3 separate regions of the Mus musculus genome follow, and regions 1 and 2 are each linked to region 3. The links are chromatin contacts, called in public HiChIP or PLAC-seq and promoter capture Hi-C maps. All regions are on one chromosome and are shown on one strand. Each heading gives the region's core, a stretch centred on a gene start, on an enhancer-like site or on the middle of the called end of the contact. The rest is flanking DNA. Distances are from core to core; before and after follow the strand shown. Region 1 overlaps Slc23a2 (solute carrier family 23 (nucleobase transporters), member 2). Region 2 overlaps Slc23a2 (solute carrier family 23 (nucleobase transporters), member 2). Region 3 holds the start of Cds2 (CDP-diacylglycerol synthase (phosphatidate cytidylyltransferase) 2).

Region 1 (4,554 bases), core at 721-3,220, 170 kb before region 3:
GTTCTTGGATTTTAAAAACAATATTCTTTCTTTCTTTCTTTTTTCCTCTGAAGCCTTGGGGTAAGGTAACGGTTTACACAACAGTCCCATCTATGGCAGGGCCCTTGGGTCACCTGTTACCAGCTTGTTTACTGAGAAACTAGACTCTAAATTCAGCTACATGGTGGCCAGCCATACCTAAGAGGTTGATTCCTGATAAAACTTTCCATGCCAAAGCTCAGGTGAGCTTCCCTAGTTGGCAATATTTCATAAGAACTATTATGGATTGTTGTGGGAGAATTACAACACTGCCCGCCTGCCTTCACTGGGGGAAAGGTGCCGAGAGGCCTGGTGTCTCTCTAACTCTGCTGTTGTAGTTTTCCAACCAGGACTTTAATCTGCAGCTTATCTCTATACACAACTGCGAGGATGAGAACTGAATGGATTCTACAAATCATTAAGAAACACCTGAGCCCAACTGCAATTCCTGAAACACTTCTACACAGACAGGACTAAGGACATACTGGGCTCACCACACAAGGTAAATTCCACACTGTCCTATATCTTACACAAAGGAATAAAACCAAGGGCAAAATAAAGCCCTTCCTTAGTATATGCTAGTTTGCCTAATGAATGCCCCTGAAGGCCCATGTGTTTAAGGCTTCATCAAGGGTGACAACAGCCTAAGATACCATGGACCTTTAAAACATAGACTTTAGATAACACTGGAAGCTGGGGTAGAGGACTGTAAACAAAGTCCACTTTAGCCAAAACAGACAGACAGGCAGGCATACAAACAAAGGCACAGACACAAAGAGTTGAACTCTTGAAATGCATTGTGGGCCCCTGCTTGCCCCTGCCCCCTTTCTGTTTGCTGGGTCAGGATATGAGCATTGGTTCTTATGTGCCATGAGACTCTCTGGGGCGATGCCAACTAGGGTTGCCTATCTTCTCCTTCCAGACCTTTTAAGCCAGAATAGAACTCTCTTTACTTCATTTCATTATAGTCATACAAAATAAAAAAAGTACACAAACATGGTCATTCAAATTTTATTTAAAAAACAATGAATAACCACACACATGTATACATGTATGTATGTGTACATATGTAAATGCAAATCTATCTCTATAATCACATACATACATGAATGTATGCATGCCTGCATCATGCTTTGGAATGCCACACTGGTAGCTGGCAGTTTTGATTTCAGATATCCACCTTAGGTACACTTACCTTATATTTTTATTCCTATTTAATAGGTGAAAAGCTGATACCCAGAGAGTCATGGTAATTCCTTAGAGTCTGAGTCACCTCTGTAATCAGACTTGACTTTTGGTCCTCAAGCTCTTAACCACTGTTCTCGAACATTCTGGCCAAGGCTTTTACAAATACCTAGATAATGACTCTTAAGAGCTTTTAACCTTAATTGCTACTAAGACAATTAAAACCTAGTAATTATGACTCTTCCATTACAAAACAAACATACAGACACCCCCAAACCCCTGCAGAAACAGGGCCGGGCAGTAGGAAGGGGTAGCATGGGTACCTTCTCTGCAATGCCGTTCTCTGTGGTGTAGATTGCCATGAGCTCCGTGTCCTCGTTGTCCTGCTCTCCGCTGGATGTGGCCCCACCATTGATCACCACCTGAAGAGAAAGGCTACAGTGAGAGGGGCTTTCAGCACTTGCCATTCTGCTGTAGGGAAATATGGTTTTTCTAAATGGCTTCCCATAATTCTTAAGAGAGCCCTAAACTGCGCATTACATATCGCAGCGGCAAACTTTGTTTTCTTAAATGAAATAGATATGTATAGGCTACTTTAAATGGAGGAGTGTGGAGCTTCCCGTAGGGTGGAGCTGGGTAAGCCAGAGCCCCCCAGGGAAGTCAGAAATGGAACATTCCAAAGAAACCTCTAGCCATAGAATCCTCAACACTCTCCAGGGCGAGGGAAGTGACCGATAAGCCAGTGTTGCAATGTAGGTGAGCTGCTGCTGCTGAGTGGTAGTGTCCACACGGCTTTGGGTAAGATCACTTCCTCAGGAACCGAGGAAACTGCCTGTCTGCTCTAGAAAGAGGAAGTGTGGCCGTCAGAAGACTATAACTAAGCAGCCTGCTATGCGCAGCTGCTTAGGACACTGGGAAGCAGGAGAAACATCACCTCACCCCGCCCCCCATCTTGGAATCTATTCAAAGGAGCTCTAGCCTTATGCTGTGCATCCTTTGGTGAGGAACAACATGACTTATCTGGCTAGAAACAAGTATTTTCATTCCTTAATCAAATGGTTCCGTTCCTAGGGATCTCTTCTAAAGACGCAATACTGAAAGTAAAAGAGGCTTTACCCCCAAGAAAACAAGCACTTCCTAGGTGTAACAATAACTAGTCATAAACTAGTTATATTCAGATACTAGAAGAAAAATGGACATTTATGTGTATTTAAGTTTGTAGGTGCCAGGGGAGACCAGAAGAGGGCATCAGATCCTCGGACTCTCAAGTTGCAGGCAGTTATGAGCTCCCTAACCCAGCTTGGGTACTGCTGGGAACTGAACCCGGGCCTCTGACAACTGTTCTTAACTGCTAAGCCATCTTTCTAGTCCCAGGAGAGTGATTCTTACTGATAGGTTAACATCAAGGAAAACCACCTATAGCTTAGCTATAAGTGGCAACAACAGAATTACATTTTGTTTGTTTATTTGGGGGACAAGGTCTTGCTCTATAGCCCAGGCTATCCTGAAGCTCGGGATACTCCTGCTTCAACCTCCCAAGGCTGGCACTAAGGATGCTGCCACTGTACTGCCTCCAAATAGTTTTTAGAAACACAGAATAGAGGCAACCAGAGCTACAGAGTGAGATCCTACTCAGGGAGAGAGAGAGAGAGAGAGAGAGAGAGAGAGAGAGAGAGAGAGAGAGAGAGAGAGAGGTCATAAATCAATTAGTACAGATTGTACTGGTTAGAAGTATATCATTGTAATAAAAATTCCATATATAGGAATTAGAGAGATAGCTCAGTGATTAAAAACAGTGGCTGCAGAGGACCAAGGTTCAATTCCCAGCATCCACATGGGATCTCACAACCATCTTATATAGATAACTCCAGTTCCAGGAGATCTACAAAATGAGACCCTATCTCAAACACCACAACCACCACAACCAAATGTAGATTAGCAAAGAGAAAAACACAGTTTAAATTTCAGCACTGTAAAACAGAAACACTGATGGCAGTCTAAGAGAAACTGTATGTGGAATACAGAGAAAGGGGGGCTGAATCAACTATTTATAAAGAGCACCCCAAATCAACAGGGGGAGAGGGAGAGACCCACACAGGATCCAGCGTGAATAGAACAGGGCTTCGGAGTCCTACTCCTAGCTGAGAAACACGAGCAGCTGATGGCTGTTGAGAAAGGGAAGTCAATTTTCTCTAGTGGTCTGGCCCTTGTGGTTGCCTAGGAACCAGTTGATGGCTCTCCACCAATGGTTCTCCACCTGGGTGTTGAGACCTCTTTGGGAGCAGAATGACCCTTTCACAGTGATTGCATGTAAGACATACTGCGTATCAGATATTTATTTATACTACGATTCATAACAGTAGCAAAACTACAGTTATGAAGTAGCAACAAAATCACGTTATAGTTGGGGTCACCACACCGTGGGGAACCATGTTGAAGGGTCAGGTGTTAAGAAGGTTGAGAAGCACGGCTCTACACCCATGCACATATTTACAGCAGCACTAACTGAACTCTGTTCAACAGGAAGAAGAGCATGGGATAAAATTAGAAGGAAGAGGGGAAGGTCTGGGAGAACTAAGAGGTGGTCAGGAAGCTGAATATGATCAAAATACATTGTATACTTGTATAAAGTTCTCATCAAATACACAAAGAAAAACAAGCATACTGCTGAGTTCAAGACTAGTCTGGGCTACATAGCAGGAGGCTATCTAAAGAAAAAGGAGAATGAGAGGCAGAGGGAGGAGAGAGGAGAGAAAAGAAACTCTGAAGTTCACATGTTGGCAAAGGAAAAAGTCCAAGTAATACTATGTAAAGCATAATAGTAGTATTAGCACACAAAGCCAAGAGCTCCCCAGCTAGCCATATGGTTGGCAAAAGATCCAGAAACAATAAACTTTGGGTCAAGGACAGCAACAGCACAACTTTTAATCTCCACTCTTAACACTCCCTGAACATTCAGACCTGCTGACTCAGCATGTGCACCGTCTTCACATTGCCTTTAAAGCAAAGAACAATGACAGCTTACTCCCATATAGCAACCGTGGCTGTTAATCAAAGGACAACAGCTTACTCCCATATAGTAACCGTGGTTGTTAATCAAAGGACAACGACAGCTTACTCCTATATAGTAACTGTGGCTGTTACTCAAAGAACAATGACAACTTACTCCTATATAGTGACCATGGCTGTTACTCAAAGGACAACGACAGCTTACTCCTATATAGTAACAATGGCTGTTAATCAAAGGACAACGACAGCTTACTCCCATATAGTGACCGTGGTTGTTAGTCAAAAGGTCATTTTACCTTCCTTTTCCTTTTACACATTTGGTAGTTTCCTATAACGAACACA
Region 2 (4,827 bases), core at 471-2,970, 140 kb before region 3:
CAGGGATGATAGACAAGCTGAGCTGGTGATACACTTGGCAAATGCCCATTAAAGACAATGATGGACCTGATGCCTCCAGCATCAATGCACATAAGGTGTAGGAATATAATCTGCATTTATTTAATGACAATGGCTTAAGCAGAGAAAACATTACACGGGAGAGCAAACGGACAGAGAAAGAAACACACAAAAATGTCCATAGTGGCAGGCTCAAGGATATGTCTTCCTAATTTTTATAATGCGCTGTCTTTTTAAATTTTTATTATTTCATTATATAAATATGATTGTTTTGTCTGTATTCATGCACCATGTGCATGCCTTCACCATATGCATGCCTTGTGCTGCAGAGGACAGGAGGCTGGATCCCCTGGAACTAGAGTTATAGTAAATTGTAAGCTGTCAGGTGGGTGCTAGGAATCAACTGTAGGTCCTCTGGAAGAGCAGCCAGTGCTCTTAGCTGCTGAGCCATCTCTCCAGCCCTAGGCTTATTTTTAATAGTAAACACAGATGTCTTTTACTATAAATGAAAATAAAGTAATTTCTTTTCAAATAAATGATTGGACTGGAGGAATAGCTTAGTGGGAAGAGGTACTTGCCACTGAATCTGACTACACGAGTTTGATCTTGAGAACCCACATGGTGAATGGGAGATGAATTGTATATATATGGAGTATGTACATATTTTTAAAAGCACTTACTTTGTATTTATTGATTGATTAGGTATGTTAGTTTTTGTTTTTTTAAGACAGGGTCTCACCATGTAACTCTGAGTAGCCTAGAAGTCACTACATCCACGTCAGCCTCAAACCTGTCCTTCACCTGCTTGTGCCTGGGATTGAGAGTATTTGCCACACTTCTATGCATTTATAACAGGTCTTGTAACTATACACTTAGAGGATTTCACAATATATAAATTAAAACTAAATAAAAATATCATGACATAGTATTTCATAGCATACTCAATTCATTTGGTTTTGATAAAAGAGAATGTAGGACTAGGAATGTCCTTTCTTGTAACTTTTCTATAGGACAATTTGCCAATATCTATCAACACTTTAGGTACTGTCTAACAACCTTACCACTAGGCCATTGTCCCCCATAAGAGATGCTGCAGCAGTATCATTTAGAATGTCAAAACTAACTTGGCCGGGCAGTGGTGGCGCACGCCTTTAACCCCAGCACTTGGGAGGCAGAGGCAGGCAGATTTCTGAGTTCGAGGCCAGCCTGGTCTACAGAGTGAGTTCTAGGACAGCCAAGAGGACACAGAGAAACCCTGTCTCAAAAAACAAAAGAAATCAAACAAAAGAAAAAAGAAAAAGAAAGAGAAAAAGAAAAAGAAAAAGAAAAACTTAACTAAGACTAGGGCTGAGGCTGGCGGCCCACGTTTGTGAGCCCAGATTCCCTGGAGAATGAGACAGGACAGGACTATCTGGGCTACAGAAGTTAAGGCCAGCCAAATAGCTTGGTGAGAGAGACCTTGCCCCATCTTTTTAAAAGTTAAAAAAGGGGGGTGGGGCGGGGAGGGGTACGCTGTGGGCACAGCTTGGAGGTTAAGCATGCCAAAGGCCATGCATGAGTTTAATCTCTTGTAGTGAAACAAACAAAACACAAAAACATTGCACTGCCTGTCCATCAAGCTTTGGGGTAAGAACAGTAGAAACAAAGAGGGAGTAAAGCTTCTTAGTGCTCTGCAAGGGTTCAAGGCCGGCAACCACACTGCAGAGTGCTAGGAAGGGTGAGAGAGCAGGCCACTGCCATGGTGACCCCGGGACAGCCAACAGCAACACACTCAACAAAGCTTTGCTAATAACAAGCAAAGCCAAAAGCAAAAAAAGCAAAACAAATATTTACCTCCTACCTTGTAATTAATCTGAGGGTCAAGATCGTACACGTTTATTTTCTAATCTACTTACTGACAGGCTCTAGCAGGCCCCAGCATGGCAAACATGGCTCTGGCTGACCTTCCCCTTCCCCTAGTCCCTCTTTCTTGCTAAACTTTACATTCCTAATGCTAGCCACCAAAGTCTATTCCCTTGGCCACTTCCTCCTCCTGAGGCTGACCACCAAGGTCCAGCTATCAAAGTACCAAAGTCCAGCAACCAAAAGGCCCCCTCTGGCTCACCTACTTAACATGCCAATCAAACGAGCCAACTCACCCTAACATGGGTTTCCCCTAACCACCATTTGCCTATGGGCCACATCTGTCCACTCTCTATCCAGAGGCAGTCCTTTGTAGAGCCTTCTGTGGGGCAAATATCCCTTCTCACTCTCCCTTGTTCCCTTCACTCCTCCCTCGTCTCCTGCCTTTGTCTCACATTCCCTGCCCTTTGTTCTGGGGTAGATAAATCTCCTTTGTGCTGAGAACTTGGTCTTGGGGTGTCCTGTGCGGACACTGATTTTGGCCTAGAGGAGTCCATTATCCTATCATCAGCATTCACCTAACAGTTCGTCCATCACTCCCAGGCTCTTCCTAAAGTGTACAATGGACGAGGTCAGTACGGGGCTCCAGGAATAAGGGGCTCCCGGCAGAGCTCTATGAAGAAGCACACAGCTCCGCTGCTTGTGTTTTAGGAACACCCATGGCGCTCTGGACCGGTCCAGGCACTGTTACTGCAGTTGAGCTCTAGGATGGAAGCTGAAGGGCAAGTTCTAGGAAGCAGAACCAAATCCTAGCTGGAGAAAAGCTAGTGGTGGATTAAAATCTAAAGCAACCTTAGACCTAGCCGGAGGTGCTCTGCAGGGATGGAGTCCACTTCTCACCCACCCATGCCCAGTCCTAAAGCTCTTCCCGTGGCTTCTCTATTACAGAACGTCTTCAAGGCTCCAGCCCAAACCAAGCTTGGTCACATACGACACGTTCACTCCTGTGGAGGTTCACGTCTGTGACAACTACCTACAAGACTGAAGCTCAAGCAGGAAGCTCACAAGTTCAAAGTCTGCCTAGGCTACAGAGTGAGCCTGAGGTCAGCCTGGGATATGGAAGTTCAAAGTTAGTAGGTAAGTCTTGGTAACAACGTAATTTCTTGTCTAAAATAAAATAAAATAAAATAAAAATTAAGAGCTAGGGCTGCCACTCAGTGGTTAGAATATTTACCTAGCATGTTCAAACCTCAGTGCCAACAAAACAAAACTCTCCTCTTGTCGCACAAAATACAGTCTTGTCTTTTTTCTTTTGATTTTTTTCAGGACAGGATTTCTCTGTGTAGCCCTGGCTGTCCTGGAACTCACTCTGTAGACCAAGCTAGCTTCAAATTCAGATGCCCCTGCCCCTGACCACCAACACCACCGGGTACACAAAATAGTTTCAAAAATATTACTTTAGAAGACTACCTGCAAAATCAACTTTGCTCTCAGTTGGACTTTTTTTTTCTTTTTTGTTCTGTTTTGTTTTGTTTTTTTCGAGACAGGGTTTCTCATTATAGCCCTGGCTGTCCTGGAACTCACTCTATAGACCAAGCTGGCCTCGAACTCAGAAATCCGCCTGCCTCTGCCTCCCAAGTGCTGGGGTTAAAGGGGTGCGTCACCACGCCCGGCTGGGCTTTTTTTTTTTTTTTTCATGGATTTAAACATCATGTCCTTAGCACAGGGCTTTGATTAGAAACCCAAGCACACGGAGTCATTTCTAAAGCAGTGTTGGTGAGTTTATTAGAGTATATCACAACTCTTCCGCTTTATGCTTAGTTGTGGTTGTTAGTTACTATCACAGTTTACCAACTAAACTTCAGCCCAAGTATCTGTACACAGGAAAGGGCGCCGTTCACACAGGGCTCGGTACTCTGAAGTCTGTGTGCCCATGCACAACTCATGGACCGACTGGTCCACATCCTAGAGTAAAGGGCTTCTTTCCTGACAGGCCTCGGGACACAGAGTGAGAAAGTAGGAGTTTGTGCCCATCAGGACAGCAAAGCCCCTGCATTTAATTTACCAGTGCTCCATGTTGCTCGAATACCACCAAAATTAGGATTTTGTTACACACTAGGATGGTCATGCCCTGCTTCTAAAGCTAAAGGATGGACATCTCTCCGGCTTCCTCTAGAATCGGGTGGCTTCAGTGAGGACTGTCACCCACACGCATATGTGCCTCAGCACTTGCTCTTTGGCTGGCAGCACGGTTGAGGGAGGTTATAAACTTTTAGGACGTATCACTGGGGACAGGCTTAGAGAATTCACGGCCCCAGCCCTCCTCCAGTTTGCTCTCTGCTTCCTGTGAAGTAGCTGGACATATGATCTCTCAGCTTCTTGCTCTGACCACCTGCTGCCACGCCTCTGCCGGGACTATGGACAATCCCTCTTCCTTCTAGAAGTTGCTTTGGCCATAGTATCTTATCACGGCAACAGAAAAGTGACATGTACCTGTACATACATTTACAACGAAAACCTGGAGCCAGACTTAGTGGCTATCCCGGGTAGAGCCAGCACAGCCCTAGCCATGAGCCTGGCCATCCAGACTGATGGGAACTCTCAGGCTCATTAGTTTCCACTCTCACCAACTGCTCTTGGGCGAGCTAGTCCAGCGTTCTCCAGTGGGCTAGAGGCAAATGAGCAGAGGGATTCCAGTCTGACCCTCAATAAGCCAGCATGAACCTGGGTTGTTGTTTTTGTTTTGTTCTGTTTGTATTCAGAAATATGTATGGATGTGTGGTTGGATGGAAGGAAGGAAAATTTTTAAGTGATTAGAATATGATAAAGAAATGTATTTTTCTTTCTAAAACAATGCAAAGTCAGAAAAATGTAACTTACCAAAATAAAATCTTCATAACTACCAGAAAAGAGGCACACTGTAGCAATCACCACTATAAATGAGTCAAGAGGTATCTTAGTTAGGGC
Region 3 (4,765 bases), core at 1,577-4,076:
ATATTCTGGGAGACTGGAATCCCAAGTTCTATTAATGAACACAATATTTAAAAATTAAGGAATTAACCAGGAGGTGTAATGAAGGGAAAACGTAATAAAATACACCTGAGGGCTGGAGACAATTATCGTTCAGTGGTTAAGGGCACTTGTTGCTGATGCAGAGGACTCGGGGTTGATTCTCAGCACCCCCATGATTGCTCACAACCATCTGTAACTCCAGTTCCAGGGGAATCTAAAAACCTCTTCTGATTTTGACCTCTACAGGGATCAGGCACATATACTTGGAAGAATAATAAATCTAAGAAGAAATTTTATAATGAAAAATTTACAAGAAAGAAATTTACAAAATGCCTGAGTCCTGGAAGAAAAGATTCCAGAGAAAAAACTAAATATAATGAGCAGGAAACAAACAAACAACCCAAACCAACCAACCAATCAATGAGAACCAACCAACCAACCAACCAATGAGAACCAACCAATGAGAACCAACCAATGAGAACCAACCCCAAGGAACAGAGGAAGCACATGAAGGATGACAGGAACATTTTTTACTTTTCTTTCTGCTATTGAAGGCGAGGCATTAAAGTTGAAGTGCTATTAGCATGGTTTCTAGAATGTCCGGTTAATGGAGTCCTGCTCCCTACCACACTGATTTTAGGGATGCATTTGGTTTGCGCTCAGTTAGGTTTGATGATGCTAAGTGAGAACCTTGTTCAGGCCGAGTCGGAAGGCATTATCTCACTGAGTACACACCTCATCGAGTTTCATGACTCTGATTTATATCGATTGATTTCCAGGTCTTGGTTTATTTCTGTGTGTGGGTGTTTTGTCTCTATGTGCATCTGTGCACTATGTGTGTAGCTGGTGCCCTCAGAGGCTAGACGAGGAGGTTGAATCCCCTAGGACTGTAGTCTCAGACAGTTACGGGCTCCCATGTGTGGCTGAGAATTTAGCTCAGGTCCTCTGGAAGAACAGCCAGCTCTCCTAGTCACTGAGCCATCTCTCCAGTCCTGTATTATTTTTAAAGATAATATTTTATTTTATTTTTTGTATGCATGTGACTGTATGAGTTACGTGTACACGTGTACCATGTAATTGCAGACGATCCTAGAGGCCAGAGGAGGGACTTGAGTCCCTTGGAACCAGAATTATGGGCAGTTCGTCCTGTATGGGTGCTGAGAACCAAACCTCCTTCCTCTGCAAGAGCAATAAGTGCGCCTAACCATTGAACCATTTCTCTAGCCATGTATTCTGGTCTCAAACTTGCTCCAAGGAACTTGACGCCCTTAATTATCAGAAAATAGTCACATGATATTATCACCACCCTTCACCTCTATCCTTTTTCTTTTCCTTTCCTACATAGTGATAGGGTGTTGAAAGGGTGGAAGAAGAGGGTGGAGAAGGGTAGAAGAAAGAAAAAAGCCCACAAAGTAGCCAAAGTCTGGCTTCAAAAGGTATTTATTTCTAACAGAACAAAGCAAAAACCCAAACCCAACAAAACCAGCAAACACCAGTAGAGGAACAAGAGCACCCAAGCATTTGTGCAAAGCTGTTAAATAGCAAATAAAATGCAAAGACCAGAGGGCTGAAGTTTGTCTAAGTATTTTGCTGTTAATTTGAAACATCATAACAAGAATTTGAGAATGTAAGTCTTTTTCAGAACTCTTCCTATTTTCTGAAAACTCACAGCTCTGGTCAAAATCTCTAAAAGGAACCTGACCCTTGGTGTGGAAGACTTCTTTGAGATTGCAATCTGGCTAAGGACTGGGAGCCCTGTTTTGCATGAGAACAATGCTGGAACAGCACCCATAATACTGAATTCAGGCAGCATATGTGAACATTGGTTACAGCGTGGTAACAAACGTCTGAGTTCTAATTCTTACTCGTACCCTTGTAGCTGCTGGCTAAATGCTTAAACTAGGTCAGGAATAGAGGGAGGGGCTCCATAGGAAACATTCCTTTCAGCCCAAAGGTTTTCAAAGAATTAGATGTGGGTGTTAACTTACTCACAGAAGTTGTGGTTAACAAGAGCCAAACCTGAGGGTTTTTTTTTTTTTTTGAACGATTTATTTTTATACATGAGTACACTGTAGCTGACTTCTGATACACCAGAAGAGGGCGTAAGATCTCATTACGGGTGGTTGTGAGTCACCATGTGGTTGCTGGGATTTGAACTCAGGACCTTTGGAAGAGCAGTCAGTGTTCTTACCCACTGAACCATCTCGCTAGCCCATAGGTCCTGAGTTCTACCTTCAGCACAAAACAAGACAAAAACTTAAGACAAGCAATATCTTGGATGATGTTACTTGCAGATATCATATCCATTTCTAAGTGTTTTTTGTTGTGGTTGTTTGTTTTTTGATACAGGGTCTCAGTAGCAGTGGAACAGGTTACATAGATCAGATCCACTTGCCTTTGTCTCTGGAGTGCTGTGAACAAAAAAGGTGTGTGATTGGGACGAGACTATTTCTGAGTTCGGTGCTTAGACAGAATCAGTGCTCACTAAGTTACCAGCGACCATGGCTTGGCAAGGCAAAGTGAGCTGAAACAGGTTTCACCTCCTGCTATGATGTTCAGAGGTCCACCTGGTCTCTTCGTTTGGACTCCCAAGCTGAGAGCAGCAAGTCTAGGCCGCTACGAGGCGCTGTTGTCCCCCGGTAACAGGTTACCTTCTGGACCCAGCACTCGCGCGCGGGGACTTGCGGTAGGACGCAAGGACCCCATTGGTTCACTCTGCTCTTTTTCTCCCGCCCCCTCTAGGTTTTGTCCAATGAGTGTCTCGAACTCCGCTCACGCCCCCACCCCCGCCAGGCTGCCCCGCCTCCTGGCGTCTGGGGTTCCAGGCGGAGATGGCGGCAGTGCGCGTGCGCGCTGGCTCGCAGCTTCCCGGGAGGAGGAGCGAGCGGCCGCTGGGGAAACAGCGGCTCCGCTCTCCGGGCAAGGGCGGCGGCAGCGGTGCTGGGCGGGGCCGGGCTCGGGGCTAGTGGCGCTGCTGCAGGGGCTGTGCGAGGCACGGTGGGGCTGCGAGGTGCTCGGGCCCGCCGAGAGCCCGTGCTCACTGAGCCGACCCCCGCGGCCACCGTGCTGCTCACTCGGGGTGACGTCGCGCCGGGGTCCCCAGCATGACCGAACTACGGCAGAGGGTTGTCCGCGAGGACGCACCTCCGGAGGACAAGGTAGAGGCATCGTTAAGTGCGGAGGGGCGCGCCGGCAGCCTCGCCCTCTGACCTTTATCGCGGCCCTGGGTACCAGGCCTGGGTTGCGCAGAGGGTCGGCGGGTGTCTTTTGCTTGTGGGGACAGCGGTCTGCGGGCGCGGGGAGTAGCGCGTGAGCTCTGGAGGGTCTTCGCCTTCCCTAGGCCTTCCCGATGTGGACGCTGGACACCCCACAGACCTTGCTTGGGGCCCGGAGAGCGCGATGTAGGCTCACCGCTTGCTTTACAAGTATTGCTGTTGATTGGGGAATGGGGGAGGACTCAGGCCATAGCATTTGTCTCCTGGGAGATTAAAACCTTCTTTTGAACTTGATTAAAACATTAAATCTGTTGGTTCTATCAGAGAGGAGTCTTGATCCACTCCGTGAGAGGGCGGGTTAGTGAGCAGGTGTGTGCTCCCAATGGTGGGTTTGTTTACTGCGCCAAGTGTGGGCATTGATGGGGTAAAGGAGGAAGGTAAGGAGGAGGCCATTTTGGCAGGGACACAGCCAATGTGGGGGCGCTCCTTTGGTTGAAAGTGCGAGGTTTGTGTGAAGTTGAGAAAGGTGGAGGGTGGTTGTTTTACTGTGGACATTGAATGACGGACCGTATTTGTGGTTCGGATCAGTGAGTGATGAGTAGAACCGGCTGAGGTAGCCTGGACCAGAATGATGGAGACTGGTTAAGTCAGAGATTGTCAGCTTGTGACCTGCAGAAGCTCTCGTACGTAGGCCTGCGTGCTGATACGGAAATAAGGGTTCCGTTGAAGGTCTGTTTCTAGCCTGTCTTCAATAAAGGAGGAGGATATGCCGCGTTTCCCCTGATTAATAGTTGACAGAGTTTAGTATCTTTGTTTGCTTGTTCGAGACTGGGTTTCTCTTTGTAGCCCTGGCTGTCCTGGAACTTGATCTGTAGATCAGGCTGGCCTCCATCCCAGAGATCCTTCTGAGTGCTGGGACTAAAGGCACCCCACCCCCCAATGCTGTTTAAGGAAACAGCATCAAGCCTAAGCACCCACGTTTGACATCAGAACTTTTGTTTTAGATAGAATCTCTCTAGGAAGCCCTGCTAGCTAGTTTGGACCTCCTCCACCTCTGCCTATCCTGTGCTGTATAAAGGCACTAGCCCCCTAGCCAGCTTGTACCTTTTTACTGTGTTTGAATTGGTTAGAACATCAGGAAGGAAACAAGCGTAAGCCTTAGGGTCAGTATGCCAACAGTAATTTTACTAGGAAGAATAGTTCAGATGAAAGATAAAGGGTTTAAACAACTCTGTTACAGTTGTAGACAGTGGGTCATCAGAGGAGAACTCTCTTCCTTTGGAGAAGGTCTAGGGCTGAGGTCCAGATTTGAGGAGTACCTTGCAAAGACAATACTTAGAAATCGCTAATCTTCCCCGAGGATAGTGGATTGGCCCTGAAGAAAACTGTGTTCTGAATATTCTTTGGTGGGTTTGAATGCCACCTTGTCTAATTAAGGGTGACTTGAAGGTGTGAGAAGGGGGAGAAGAAAGAAAGAAGGTCTAGCTGGGTCATGCCTGTGGTCCCAGCAGAGGCAGTGGCAGGTGGATCTC

What was found. Promoter capture Hi-C pulls out the DNA fragments that hold promoters and counts their contacts. HiChIP or PLAC-seq counts read pairs in DNA pulled down with a chosen protein or histone mark.
Region 1: an H3K4me3 HiChIP or PLAC-seq map of the 230-238 cell line shows a contact between it and region 3, with 12 read pairs. The contact joins the enhancer-like site here to the promoter of Cds2 in region 3. A contact is called at or near these places in 2 of 39 promoter capture datasets (the C10 cell line and macrophages), 2 of 484 Hi-C or Micro-C datasets (neutrophils and spermatogonial stem cells), 3 of 115 datasets of contacts at active chromatin or transcription factors (the 230-238 cell line, embryonic stem cells and pancreatic cancer cells) and 3 of 9 other capture datasets (adipose tissue, liver and pancreatic islet).
Region 2: a promoter capture Hi-C map of the C10 cell line shows a contact between it and region 3. The contact joins the enhancer-like site here to the promoter of Cds2 in region 3. A contact is called at or near these places in 4 of 39 promoter capture datasets (the C10 cell line, embryonic stem cells, liver and 1 more), 8 of 115 datasets of contacts at active chromatin or transcription factors (bone marrow-derived macrophages, embryonic stem cells, memory CD8 T cells and 1 more) and 4 of 9 other capture datasets (adipose tissue, liver, macrophages and 1 more).

Annotation. Positions count from the first base shown.
Region 1 is chr2:132,092,616-132,097,169 of GRCm38.p6, forward strand. It overlaps Slc23a2 (solute carrier family 23 (nucleobase transporters), member 2), which reads right to left. Exons shown (of 16, transcript NM_018824.2): 3 at 1,527-1,625. Among named protein-coding and RNA genes, the nearest start is that of Gm14051, 49 kb to the right of the region's middle. Within about 2 kb of position 1,971, at least 123 of the 459 cell types and tissues checked have an H3K27ac peak or open chromatin away from gene starts, as enhancers often do. A contact at or near this core is called in the 230-238 cell line, adipose tissue, liver and 1 more, where this site is marked.
Region 2 is chr2:132,121,386-132,126,212 of GRCm38.p6, forward strand. All of the region lies in intron 1 of Slc23a2 (solute carrier family 23 (nucleobase transporters), member 2), which reads right to left. Among named protein-coding and RNA genes, the nearest start is that of Gm14051, 20 kb to the right of the region's middle. Within about 2 kb of position 1,721, at least 14 of the 459 cell types and tissues checked have an H3K27ac peak or open chromatin away from gene starts, as enhancers often do. A contact at or near this core is called in liver and pancreatic islet, where this site is marked.
Region 3 is chr2:132,260,322-132,265,086 of GRCm38.p6, forward strand. Cds2 (CDP-diacylglycerol synthase (phosphatidate cytidylyltransferase) 2) reads left to right here and starts at 2,827. Exons shown (of 13, transcript NM_138651.7): 1 at 2,827-3,176. The coding sequence starts at 3,123. Gm46766 (a long non-coding RNA gene) reads left to right here and starts at 3,183. Exons shown (of 2, transcript XR_001783482.2): 1 at 3,183-3,419.